Regions from separate parts of the Mus musculus genome. Here region 2 is linked to region 1. Evidence: chromatin contacts called from public promoter capture Hi-C data. All regions are on one chromosome and are shown on one strand. Each heading gives the region's core, a stretch centred on a gene start, on an enhancer-like site or on the middle of the called end of the contact. The rest is flanking DNA. Distances are from core to core; before and after follow the strand shown.

Region 1 (5,888 bases), core at 2,287-4,786:
AGTTTGGGAATGGCTAAGCGTTTGGAGAGTCTAACAAATCTCACAGGTCCCTTGATTCTTGTCTGTCTGTCTTTCCCCCAAAGGGCTTCAGCTTTGGGAACACAAAGCCAACTTTCTGCTCCAAGAGCAGTCCCACGAGCCCCGAGGGCCATGAGCACAGAGCCAGAGGGCAGAAAATACAGCCCAGTGTGGGACGGAACAGAACAGACCACCAGAGAAATATGTTCTGAGTATGGGACAGATGGTGCTGATAACTGCAGAGAAATGACTCCAGGCAAGCAGACAGGGAACAGTCAGAGCCATGGGGGACATATAAAATCAACGGAGCTAGGAGGAGTGGGTTGGAGAAGGAGGCATGAAGAAGGGGGAAATAACTCTAATGGCCTCTGTTTGTATGTGAGTGTATGAGAGTGTGTGAGAGTGTGTGAGAGTGTGTGTGAGTGTGTGTAAGTGGCCTCTATGTGTGTGAGTGTATGAGAGTGTGTGTGTGTGTGTGTGTGTGTGTGTGTGTGTGTGTGTGTGTATGTGTGGATGTTGTATGTGGAAGTCGGAGGTCAATGCCAGACAGCTTCCTCAATTGCTAGCCACCTAATTCTTAGTTTTAGTTTGTAATCTCTTTCTCTCTCTCCTCTAGAAAAGCAGCAAGTGCCCTTAGCCTCTGAGCCACCTTATTTGGTGAGGCAGCATTCATTTTTTTTTCAATGAACCTGGAATGCATCAATTCTGCTATCCTGGCTGGCTGGCCAGCCGGCCAATTGGATCCTGATGTCTGCCTGTCTCTGGCTTCCTTCCCAGGACTGGATTTAGAGAGGTGCTCCACAGCGCCCTGATTTTACGTGGGTGATAGGGACTTGAACCCAGGCCCTCATACTTCAAACACCAACACTTTACCCGGAGAATCAATCCCTGGCTCCTCTAGAATGACTTTAAAAGCCGGACAGGGTCTGCACATTTGTAATCCCAACACTCAGAAAACAGAGGAGGATCAAGGGCTAGCAGGAGGAGCTGAGTTCAACTCCCAGCACCCACATGGTAGCTTGCAATGTCTCCTTTTGATGTCCATGGGTACCAGGCTCACACATACACACATGTAAGCAAAACACCCATACACATAAAAACAAAATAAATACAGCAAACAAACAAACAAACGAACAAACAAACAGTTCCAGACCACATGCCTGTAATCCCAGCATTAGAGAGGTTGAGGATCCAGAGTCCAAGATCATGCTAGGCTGCATAGCGAGTTCAAGGTCAATCTTGGCTATTTGTGAGCCTGTCTTTAACAAGGGTCTGAGGTGGCGCAGACTGATGGAGATGAGCTAAGCGTGTTTTACATATGGAGGCAGGCATAAACTTTTAAGGGCCTAGGAGAGGACTGTTGCTGATGAGTGCAATGCATTGTGGGTTGGCATCATCTTGGAGACACGTTGTGTCTGCGAAGATGTTTCCAGAGTTTTAACCCAGTTGGACCACCCTGAATCCACCCTGAATGTGGATGGTACCATCTCATGGGCTGGGGTCTTGCAGACCCCAGGAGACAAGGAGACAGTGAGCTGGTTACCAGCATCCATCTCTCTCTGCTTCCTGACTGTGGATCCTGACAGTGGAACCAGCTCCTGTGGCCATGCTTTTCCTGTCGAGATGAACCCTTAAATCCTGAGTCAAAATAAACTGTTCCTGCCTATTTTGTTTGTTTGTTTTCTGAGACAACCTGGCTTGGCGTCTTTTTTTTTTTTTTTTTTTTTTTTTTTTTTTTTTTTTTGAGACAGGGTTTCTCTGTGTAGCCCTGGCTGTCCTGGAACTCATTCTGTAGACCTGGCTGGCCTCAAACTCAGAAATCTGCCTGCCTCTGCCACCCCGGCCCCCCCCCTCGAGTGCTGGTATTAAAGGCGTGTGCCACCATGCCCAGCTCTGGCTTGGTGTCCTATGCCTTTAATCCCAGCACTCAAGAGGCAGGAGAAACTCTGAGTTCAAGGCCAGCCTGGTCTACAAAGTGAGTTCCAGGACAGCTTGGGCTACACAGAGAAACCCTGTCTCAAACAAACAAAACAAATCTAAACAAACAAAAAACCCCAAAGAGTTTAAGTCAGCCTAAGGCATGTATGGAAATCTCAAAAATAATTAGATGGTTTCACCATTGTACATGGTGTTCTGGCTTCTAGAACATTCTCCACTTGATCTTAGCCAAAAGGCCGAGAAGCAATTAGAACATTCTCTTCCACCGCAACCCCACTCATGTAGTCAAATCCTTCTCACCTCAGCCTCCAGGTCTTTCACTCAACCGTCTCTTTCAGATATGCCATCTTAGAAGATCCAGGATTGGGTCCGCTTCTATGCTTTGAAGTTTTGTTTTTTTTTTTTTTTTTTTTTTTTTAAGTATTGGTATTTGCTCCATCTGGAGCAGAACTGGCAAGGATTCTTGCACCTCGGACCTTTGCATACAGTAGATCCTCAATTAACAAAGGCTCGAGCTTGCAGGCAGAGAAGATAGGATTATAACCTTCAGAAAGGCTTTTCCCAAGCAGAGCAGATTGCTACTACCTTAAAGCAAGTGTAGACGCAGCGTGGACTTGGCTGGTTGTGTCTGGTGCGCCGTGCCAGCTGCGCTGTGCCTGTTGAGTGGTGCCGGGTGTGCTGTGGCTTGTGTGTTGTGCCTGGTGTGTTGTGTTTGGTGTCCTGTGCCTTGTGTGGCAAGCCTGGCATTCTGTGCCTGGCATGCTGTGGCTTGTGTGTTGTGCCTGGTGTGTTGTGTTTGGTGTCCTGTGCCTTGTGTGGCAAGCTTGGCATGCTGTGCCTGGCTTGATGTGCCTGGTGTGCTGTGCTTGAAGTGCTGGGCCTGCTATGGTGTCTCTGGTTTGCTGTGCCTGAGGTGCTGTGCCTGGCATGGTGTGACTGGCGTGGTGTGGCTGGTGTGGTTTGCCTGGTGTGGTGTCTCTGGCGTGCTTCGCCTGGCTTGGATTGCCTGGTATGCTGTGCCTGGTACGGTTTGCCTGGCTTGGTGTGTCCGGTGTGTTGTGCCTGGTGTGTTGTGCTGGGCGTGATGTGCCGGGTGTGCTGTGACTGGCGTGATGTAGTTGACAAGCTGTGACTACCGTGCTGAGCCTGGCGTGGTTTGGCTGCTGTACCGCGCCTGCGGTAGTGTGCCTGGCCCGCTGTGGCTGATGAGCTGTGCCTGGCCTGGAATGGCTGGCGTGTCATGGCTGCCTCCTTCCTTTGAAGTTGTTTCCTTTTGTTCCTCATCTGTTTTTTTTGTAGAATTTTTTTGAGGGGTAATAGTATGTCTTCCATCTGGAGTTGTTGCGCCTGGGGTGCCATGCCTGCCAATGTATACGGAAAGCATCAACAGATTAATCCGCTTAGGTTCAAAATTTGGGAAGACACCAGGCAGATGGAGAAACAGGACTTCAGGTGGCAAGGTGGGAAGCCACACTGGGGGGGCCCCTGGGAGGCTGAGCCCCAGCGGGAACCTCCAGGGGCCCTCGGGAATCTCCTAAACAAGCTACAATCCAGCTGATGCCCCTGCCACACCCGGACCAGCAGGCAGGAATTTGCCCCTGTGACCTCCCCAGGCACACTCCTGTCACCATGGCGACCGGCTTAGGGAACAAGCGGCCTGATTGTCCCTGCCCAGCAGGGCAGGTGAAACCCTGGCCACGTGACCGATACTGAGCCAGGTGCGGTTAGGAAGACACTCGCTGCCTCCAGCCTTAACCCGTTCGACTCCCGGTCGCCGCCAGGGTGCAGTGTCTCTACCTCCCAGCCTGCCATGCACACGCATACCACACACACACACACACACACACACACACACACCACACTTCTTTGGGTCTAGAGGGCCCTAAATGAAATCTGGGAAGGAATCCAACCTGAGCCACACTAGTGACTGGAGCTGGGTAACTTCCGCCTTTCTCCATTTCTTTGTTTCCTTCAGTGTAAAATAAGAATGGACTGAGAGAGATGGTTCAGCGGATGCCTTGAATTCGGTCCTTGGGACCTACACGGAAGGAGAGAACTGATCCCCACTTGTCCTCTGACTCCACACTGCCGGCTACACATATACAGACACACAATAAGTCAAAATATTTTTAAAAAGAAAGAAAAGAAAAGAAAAGAAAAGAAAAGAAAAAAGAAGGAAGGAAGGAAGGAAGGAAGGAAGGAAGGAAGGAAGGAAGAAAGAAAGAAAGAAAGAAAGAAAGAAAGAAAGAAAGAAAGAAAGAAAGAAAGAAAGAAAGAAAAAGGAAATAAGGATTAGGCTCATCTCAGTATAATCCCGGGGTCTAGGAGCTCTGGCTCAGTAGCCCATCTGAGTTGCGAAGCCAACCAATGCAAACTCCCTGGTTTGGCCCACAAGCTGGGAAAGGGTGGGCAGCTCTGGAATGACCTTTCCCCAACATGCCACCCCCAGAGTCCTGCCACGGAGCTTGACCCCCTTCTTTGCCCCGCCCACAACTTTCTCTGGAATGTTCACTTGGGACCTTCAAACCAACAGGTTTTTCAGCTTGCCAGGCTCAGCCTTGAGCGAGCCATGTGACCACAATGCTTTGAGGGCCAGGACTATGTATGTCCTCAACGCCACTCCTGACACCAGATCTGGGCTATTTGGCTTTTGGGCATGTGGTCAAAGGTCGTGTGCCAGGCTGGGGTGAGCTGGCTAGACAGAAGGTTGACTGGTCAGAAACTCTTTAACAACACTACCTTTTCCCAACAGAACTATGAACCCTTTCACTCTGTGGACTGGTGAGATGGCTCAGTGGATAAAGGCACTTGCTGCCAAGTTTATTGATGTGAGTTCAATTCCTGGAACCCACATAGAGACAGAGAACAGACTCCCTCAAGTTGTCTTCTGACCTCTACATGCATGCTGTGACACCTGTACAACCACACAAATGGACAGACACAGAGGACACACACAGGAGGGGGAGAGAAATACAGAGATACACAGAGACATAATAAATATATAAAATAAATAATAAATAATATTTATTTATAATAAATAAATAAAAAGGAAGTTTAGGTGGGTGGGGTGGTACATGCCTTTAATCCTAGCATTCAGGAAACAAACAGATCTCTGTGAGTTGGAGGCCAGCCTGGTCTACAGAGCAAGTTCCAGGACAGCCAAGGCTATGAAACAAAACAAAACAAAAACCTGTCTCAAAAACCAAAAATTCCTATAAAAATATCTCTAAGGATCCTTCCCAGAACTTGGTCTGAAATCTCAGCATTCAGGAGGCTTGAGGCAGGAGAACTGCTGTGAGATCGAGGCCAGCATGGATTATATAATGAGTTTCAGGGCAGCCTGGGCTACAGGACCAGACTCTATCTTTAAAAAAAAAAAAAAAGGAAAAGAAAAAAGAAAAAAAGGAGTTACAGAGACAAAGTTTGGAGCTGTGACGAAAGGATGGACCATCTAGAGACTGCCATATCCAGGGATCCATCCCATAATCAGCTTCCAAACGCTGACACCATTGCACACACTAGCAAGATTTTGCTGAAAGGACCCAGATAGAGCTCTCTCTTGTGAGACTATGCCGGGGCCTAGCAAACACAGAAGTGAATGCTCACAGTCAGCTATTGGATGGATCATAGGGCCCCCAATGGAGGAGCTAGAGAAAGTACCCAAGGAGCTAAAGGGATCTGTAACCCTATAGGTGGAACAACAATATGAACTATCCAGTACCCCGGAGCTCTTGACTCTAGCTGCATATGTATCAGAAAATGGCCTAGTTGGCCATCAGTGGAAAGAGAGGCCCATTGGACTTGCAAACTTTATCTGCCTCAGTACAGGGGAACACCAGGGCCAAAAAGTGGGAGTGGGTGGGTAGGGGAGTGGGGGTGGAGGGTATGGGGGACTTTTGGGATAGCATTGGAAATGTAAATGAGGAAAATAC
Region 2 (5,888 bases), core at 2,036-4,535, 4.1 Mb after region 1:
CAATGTGAGCTAGTCAGGTCCAGCTCAGTCTGGCCTATAGAGTGAGTCAATTCTCTCTCTCTCTCTCCCTCTCTCTCTGTGTGTGTGTATGTGTGTGTGTGTGTGTGTGTGCGCGCGCGCTTCATGCACACCAATGGCAGGATAGATAAGAGGGAAATAGAAAGGTTAACTATGATGTACCTTGGTATGGGTTGCTGGTAGATTTACCATATCAAGGCTTCCTCAGCCTGCTGCATCTTTCTTTGACTCGGAGGCATCTATAGCCATTACTTCTTTTAGCCCCACAACTCCGCCTTAATGTTCTGGAGTGCTGATGAAATTATCCCACTAACTTCTGAGACTCAGGAGTTTTATTTTTATTTGAGACAGGATGCATATTCAGCCCAGAACCTTCCATCCTCCTGCCTTGGCCTCCTCAGCACTGCAAGCTCAGGCATACGTCGCCAAACTTGGCTTAGGCTCACACTTTGTTCTATTTTCTTTATTCTTCAGTTCCAAGAAAGTTCTAGCACTCCGTCATCTCCAGTCTACCACTGTATCCTTCTAATGATGGACAGTGTTATTCTGGTTGTTTTCTCAGATTCTATAATTTCAACTTGGCGCTTTACAATTTCTTTTTCTTTGCTAAATTTTTTTTTAAATTTTAAATGAGTTTGTAATCACTTTTTCTTCTAATTGCTTCTGAAAGCGATTTTCATGGTTGTCGACAAGTCCTTGGCAGATGGCTCATTTTGGCATCCATTTCAGTAAGCAGCCTTTTTGCATTCACATTGCAAATGTTCTTGGAATGATAAGCGGTTTTTTCAAATGTACGCTGGACATTTGGGTTACTCTGTTTGGAGACTCCTGGTTCTTCTACGTTAGCAGGCAGCTAGCTGCTAATGCCAGTGTGTGTATGTCACATGTGCAATCTGGCCTGCCGCTGTGGCCTCTTGTTCCAATGCTGGCTTTGTCTCTGGCATCTCCACTTTGCTCTCCTGGTCTGTTTGATTTTCTGGCACTGGTGGGGCTCCTCGGTCCCTGCTGGTGTCATCTGCAGAGTTATGAAGGCATCTCTGGGGTCCATCCTACTGAGGATGTGGGTCTCTTGCTGACAGACAACTTCACAAAACTACCTATGTGGTCCCCGCTGGCACCCCATGTGCAGGCAGGGTCAGGTGAGCCTACAGGTGCTGATACTGACACTGGGGACAGACTGTGGACTGGAACACGGGTTAAAGTCTCTGCCTGGCATTGTTCTAGGTCTCTCCTGCCACTGGCCAGAGAGAGGGGATTCCCAGAAGACTTGCCCTGTATCTCTTGGCCATCGTGTTGGCCTCTCTGGGGCCCTGGCTCAGAAATCAAAGAAAAAGGAAACATAGCCCAAGTTCTGAGTTCCGGGCCAGTGTAGTTATTTTCAACTCTCAAGTCCTTTTCCTACTGGGTGTTGCTTGTGGGGTATTGAGCTGTATTTAGATGGAGGGAACAGGAAAGGCAAACTCATTACTGCTCACAGGACCTACAGGCCATCCCTGCTGGCCCATCCCAACCTTCACAGCAGCCACAGGCATCCTTAAAAGTGCAGACTTAGCTTTCAGTGTTCCACGTAAAGCATCTTCCTTGGCTCCCTGCAGAGAGACAAAGGCTATCCTGGCTGTCCTGCACATCCCCTTGTTCCCTACAAGACACTTCTCCTTCCCCTAAGAGGTCCCCTGGCCACAGACAAGCACCGTCAGCTTCAGCTGCCACGGCCGGCCACAACCCTCACATACTGGGATGCTGGGCTAAGATGAAGTTGGAAGGGCTGCTTCCCTGGGCTTGCCGTCTGCCCACCTAACATTCACAAAGCCTTTTCACGGCTTGCACATCTATGCCAAATTCCCCTTATGAGGATAGCAGCTAGCCCCAATATCTCAATCTTGACATCTGCAAAGATCCTACCTCCAGACACTCACACTCTGATGGACTAGGCTTAAGACTTTGACATACGAGTCCATGACACCTCTAACACCAAGCCTTTGCTTGGCCAGTCACCTCTCTTCACAACTCTTTTGCCACCCTAAGCAATTTTACATGGTTCCCCTAAAGCTTCCACGCCACATTCAAAACACCTAAGGGTTCACACCAATTTCCCACAAAACTAATGTCAACAACAAAAAAAGGCCAAATTTGTTACAAAACCCAACCCCTAACATTATAAGCCTGTTCTCAGATGTGACTCGTTTGGATGCCCAAGTCATGCAGCACTGAGTCAGGCCTAGGAAGTGCCCAGTGGGGGGTCCTGACCACTGACAATACCATCTCTGACCCCCTAAAAAAACACTTCCAGCCATCGAGCATACCTCATGTCTAAACTGAGGTCAGACCGTGTGGCAGATTCACACTTGACTTCTTCATGACCTCTGAGGAACCCAGTAAGGATCAGCCATATCTACACCATTAGAAAGAACCTCAGCTTAAGCTGCCCCTGAGGAAAGGAACCTGAAGGTGCAGGCTTGCAGAAGCTTGGCCACTCAGGCCAAGTTCCAGACTCAGGCACAGGACAGCCCCACTCTTGGCCTCGCCCCTAGCCATTTGCCACGCCCTAAGGCCTGCGTCCCACCTGTCAGCCCTTGTCTCAGGCACCTCAATCCTCACGCTTCACCTTACTCAGACCCCCACCCCTCCCTCGAGCTTTATGTCCCTTCCCCAAACCTGCACCCCACCTATTATTGAAACTTGTCAGCCAGCTGCGCGGCCCATGCCCCGCCCACCTACCCCCCCATCCAACCCACTACTCCTTGCCCCGCCTCCTTCCCGTAGACCCTTATTCTTCGCCCCGCCCACAAAACCAGGGCTCCGCCTGCCACCTCCTGCAATGCTCCCGAAGTCCACACCCCGCCTATTTGGTTCTTTCCCCTCCCATTATCCCTTATTCCCCTCTCTTTACACTAAGCCCCTACCCAAGAGGCCCGTGTCCCGCCTACCAACCCCCTCGTACCGCCCACTACCTCTTTCGCCCAAGGCCCTTGCCGAGCTTGCTGTCTTCTGCCTCGCCCTCAAGGTTCGCGCCCCACCCCAGACTCCCGGACCTAGCCAATTACACTTGCTTCTCTTAGCCTCTCTCGTCCTCCTGCCCGTCACTCCGCCCTCTAAGCCCTTTGCCCGCCCACTTCCCTGGCCCCGCCTCTCCCTTACTCCCTGCCCCTCCCCCAGCATCACTCCTAAGGGGCGCACACTCAGCCTCGAGCAACCCAGGCAGCCGGAAGTCTTGCCGTAAAGCGTGCTCGGACCATCGTACTAGCGCCGGTTCCCTTGGAGACAGGCAACGCGCTCAAGATGGCGGCGCCGGCGGAGGCGGAGGTGGCCGCGGCCCCGGGCTTAACCGAGGCGGCTGAAGCCGCGGAACTGACCCGCGCGCTAAGCCGCCTGCTACCGGGGCTGGAGACGGAAAGTAAGCTGGGGCGGCGGCGCGCTCTGGAGGCTCTGGAGCAGGTACTGGAAGAGGCGGTGCGGCCCGGCGCGGATTCCGCGGCCTTCCAGGGCCCCTGGGCCCGTCTGCTGCTGCCGCGCCTGCTGCGGCTTCTAAGCGATCCGGCCGAGGGCTGCCGCGCGCTGGCCGCTCACCTGCTCGACCTTGGCCTGCGCCGCGCCGCGCGGCCCCGCGACGCTCTGCCGCGTCTGCTGCCGGCGCTCAGCGCACGCCTGGCCCGACCTGAACTCGCGCGGCCGCCGCCGGAGCCCTGCGAGGAGCTGCGTCTCGCCCTCGTGCAGCTGCTCCACCTCGCCGTAGACCTGGGCGGCGCCGCGCTCGCGCCCCACCTGGACGACGCCGTGCGCGCCTTGCGGGCCGCGCTGCTCGACCCCTTCGCTGCGGTGCGCCGGGAGGGCTGCGAGTGCGCAGCCGCTCTGGCCCGTGCCACTCCGGGTGAGCGTCCTATCCGCTTCCCTGGTTACCTAGATGTCCAGAAACTGAACTAAAGTGGGCTGGTTCCTTCGTAAGGTCATTTCCGATGGGAGGGGGCACGAGACAAGAGATCTCACCATGTAGCCCTGGCTGGTGTCAAACATAACGCTGCTTCTACTTCAGCCTAAAGTGCTAGACTCTCAGACCTGTGTCACACCCATTTCATGATCATTTTTATGCTGGGTTATGGGACTCATGTGGGAAAGGACAACTCAACTCAGTTTCTTTACTCCAGTGTCTTCTCTGTCTCTGACACGGGTCACTAACTTCCTGGATGAAGGGAGGCTGCTTCTCGTTTATTTCTACCCTCTATCTACAGCCCTGCTTGATCAGGGCTTTTTCCCTTTTTTCCTTCTAGACTAGAGTTTGGAAAAGTTAAGAGGCCCTACCTAGTGTTTAAAGTCTTCCCGGGGGTAGGGGGGAGCCAACTTTGTGAAATAGGTGTATATATCCCTCCGGATGCCTGGAGCATAAGCAGCTCCCAGCACCATTGGAGAGAAAAAGTGGGAGCTGAGGCTAGCAGAGGCCAGAGGAAGGTTTGATGGTAGCCACAGAACAGGGCCCCATGCAGCTGTATCGCATAACCAGCAGCCTCCCTAATCCCACAGAGCACTTCCACATGCAATCGGAGTCCTTGATAGGCCCCCTGATGCAGACCATCTCCCACCAGCACTGGAAGGTCCGGGTAGCCGTTATCGAAGCCACGGGCACTGTGATCCAGTTTGGCAGTGGGAACTCGGTGGATGATGTCCTTTCCCACTTTGCTCAAAGACTCTTCGATGACGTCCCTCAGGTACTGGGAGTTTTCTGCTTGACAGTCCTGAAACCATGTGCTTCTGTTAATAGAAGTGTCCTCATGTGCTCATCCACTGAGAGAATTTCAGTGCAGGGCCTAGTGCTTAGGGCCTTGCCGGGAAGGACAGAACGGAAGTGGAAGTCCGGTGCTGGGGTGGTCTCCATGCTGGTGGGGGGCAGACAGGAGCCCTCCAGATGTAGACAGAGCACTCACTGGCTTTCAGAGCACAGGCCTGTCTCAGACCTTAGACTGTTGTGGCTTATGGTAATGTCCCCTAAAGAGAAAGGACTGGTGGTAGGCAGGCTCTGTCTCCAAGGGAGGAAACAAGTGAAGGGGGAGCACATGACCCTGGCTAGGTGGGAGGAGGAGAAGCGGGCAGCATGCTCCAGAAAAACCGAAAGCTGTCTCCATCACAGTCAGACCCTCCACACAGTAACAAGTTGTGTCCCCTCCCTTTGATGACCGTGTTGGCCTGAGTGTATCAGGACCCTCCTGCTTCCGCACTTGCGTCACTTGTGCAGGTGCCCAGCCTGCATGTCCTGCCCCATCCTGCTATAGGCTCGCAGCCCATCTTTCTATCTTGTTTGTATACCTCTCTATCACATCACATCATCATTCACATGTGCGTGGTTCACCCACTCACCTCAAACTCGTGAATTGAGTTAATCGTCTCCAGGTTGGGGTTGTAGCTCAGACGTAGGGCACTCGCTCAGCATGTACGAGGTGCTAGAGTCCGTCCTCTGCACCACACACAGCCTTGTGAATTACAGCCACAATGTTGGTACATTTGTTGCCTGTACCCAGTTATCATCGTCCCAGCCAGTAAGCAGTTCCCCATGCATATCTCTGTTTGCTTGCTATAGAATTGTCATAGAGTCCTGTCAAATGTCATACAAGGTGCATCTATCATCACTACAACCCATAAAACACCCAGGTATCATGGTGACAAAGAAGGCTGCAAACACGGTATATTGCCAGGGGACAGTGAATCCACAGAGGACAGAGCTAGTGGGTGTTAGGAAGTTCTGCATCAGCAGTGATTCTCTCATTTGTCGGGGGTGGGGGCTGCTGTGCCCACCCCTGTTTCAGGACTAACATCCCCACAGCAGGACTCTGAGCCACCCTTCCCAGGGACTCATGAGTGACGCTTCTCTATTCTCTTGCGGC

What was found. Promoter capture Hi-C pulls out the DNA fragments that hold promoters and counts their contacts.
Region 2: a promoter capture Hi-C map of pre-B cells shows a contact between it and region 1, with 6 times the contacts expected there. The contact joins the promoter of Dnaaf5 here to the promoter of Wbscr25 in region 1. A contact is called at or near these places in 1 of 39 promoter capture datasets (pre-B cells) and 1 of 484 Hi-C or Micro-C datasets (CD4 T cells).

The regions. Positions count from the first base shown.
Region 1 is chr5:134,997,814-135,003,701 of GRCm38.p6, forward strand. It overlaps Wbscr25 (Williams Beuren syndrome chromosome region 25 (human)), which reads right to left and starts at 3,537. Exons shown (of 5, transcript NR_026907.1): 1 at 2,257-3,537. LOC115490310 (a small nuclear RNA gene) reads right to left here and starts at 2,204; the gene lies at 2,022-2,204.
Region 2 is chr5:139,146,950-139,152,837 of GRCm38.p6, forward strand. It overlaps Dnaaf5 (dynein, axonemal assembly factor 5), which reads left to right and starts at 3,286. Exons shown (of 13, transcript NM_001081265.2): 1 at 3,286-3,886; 2 at 4,534-4,718. The coding sequence starts at 3,298. It also overlaps a transcript of Prkar1b not described here.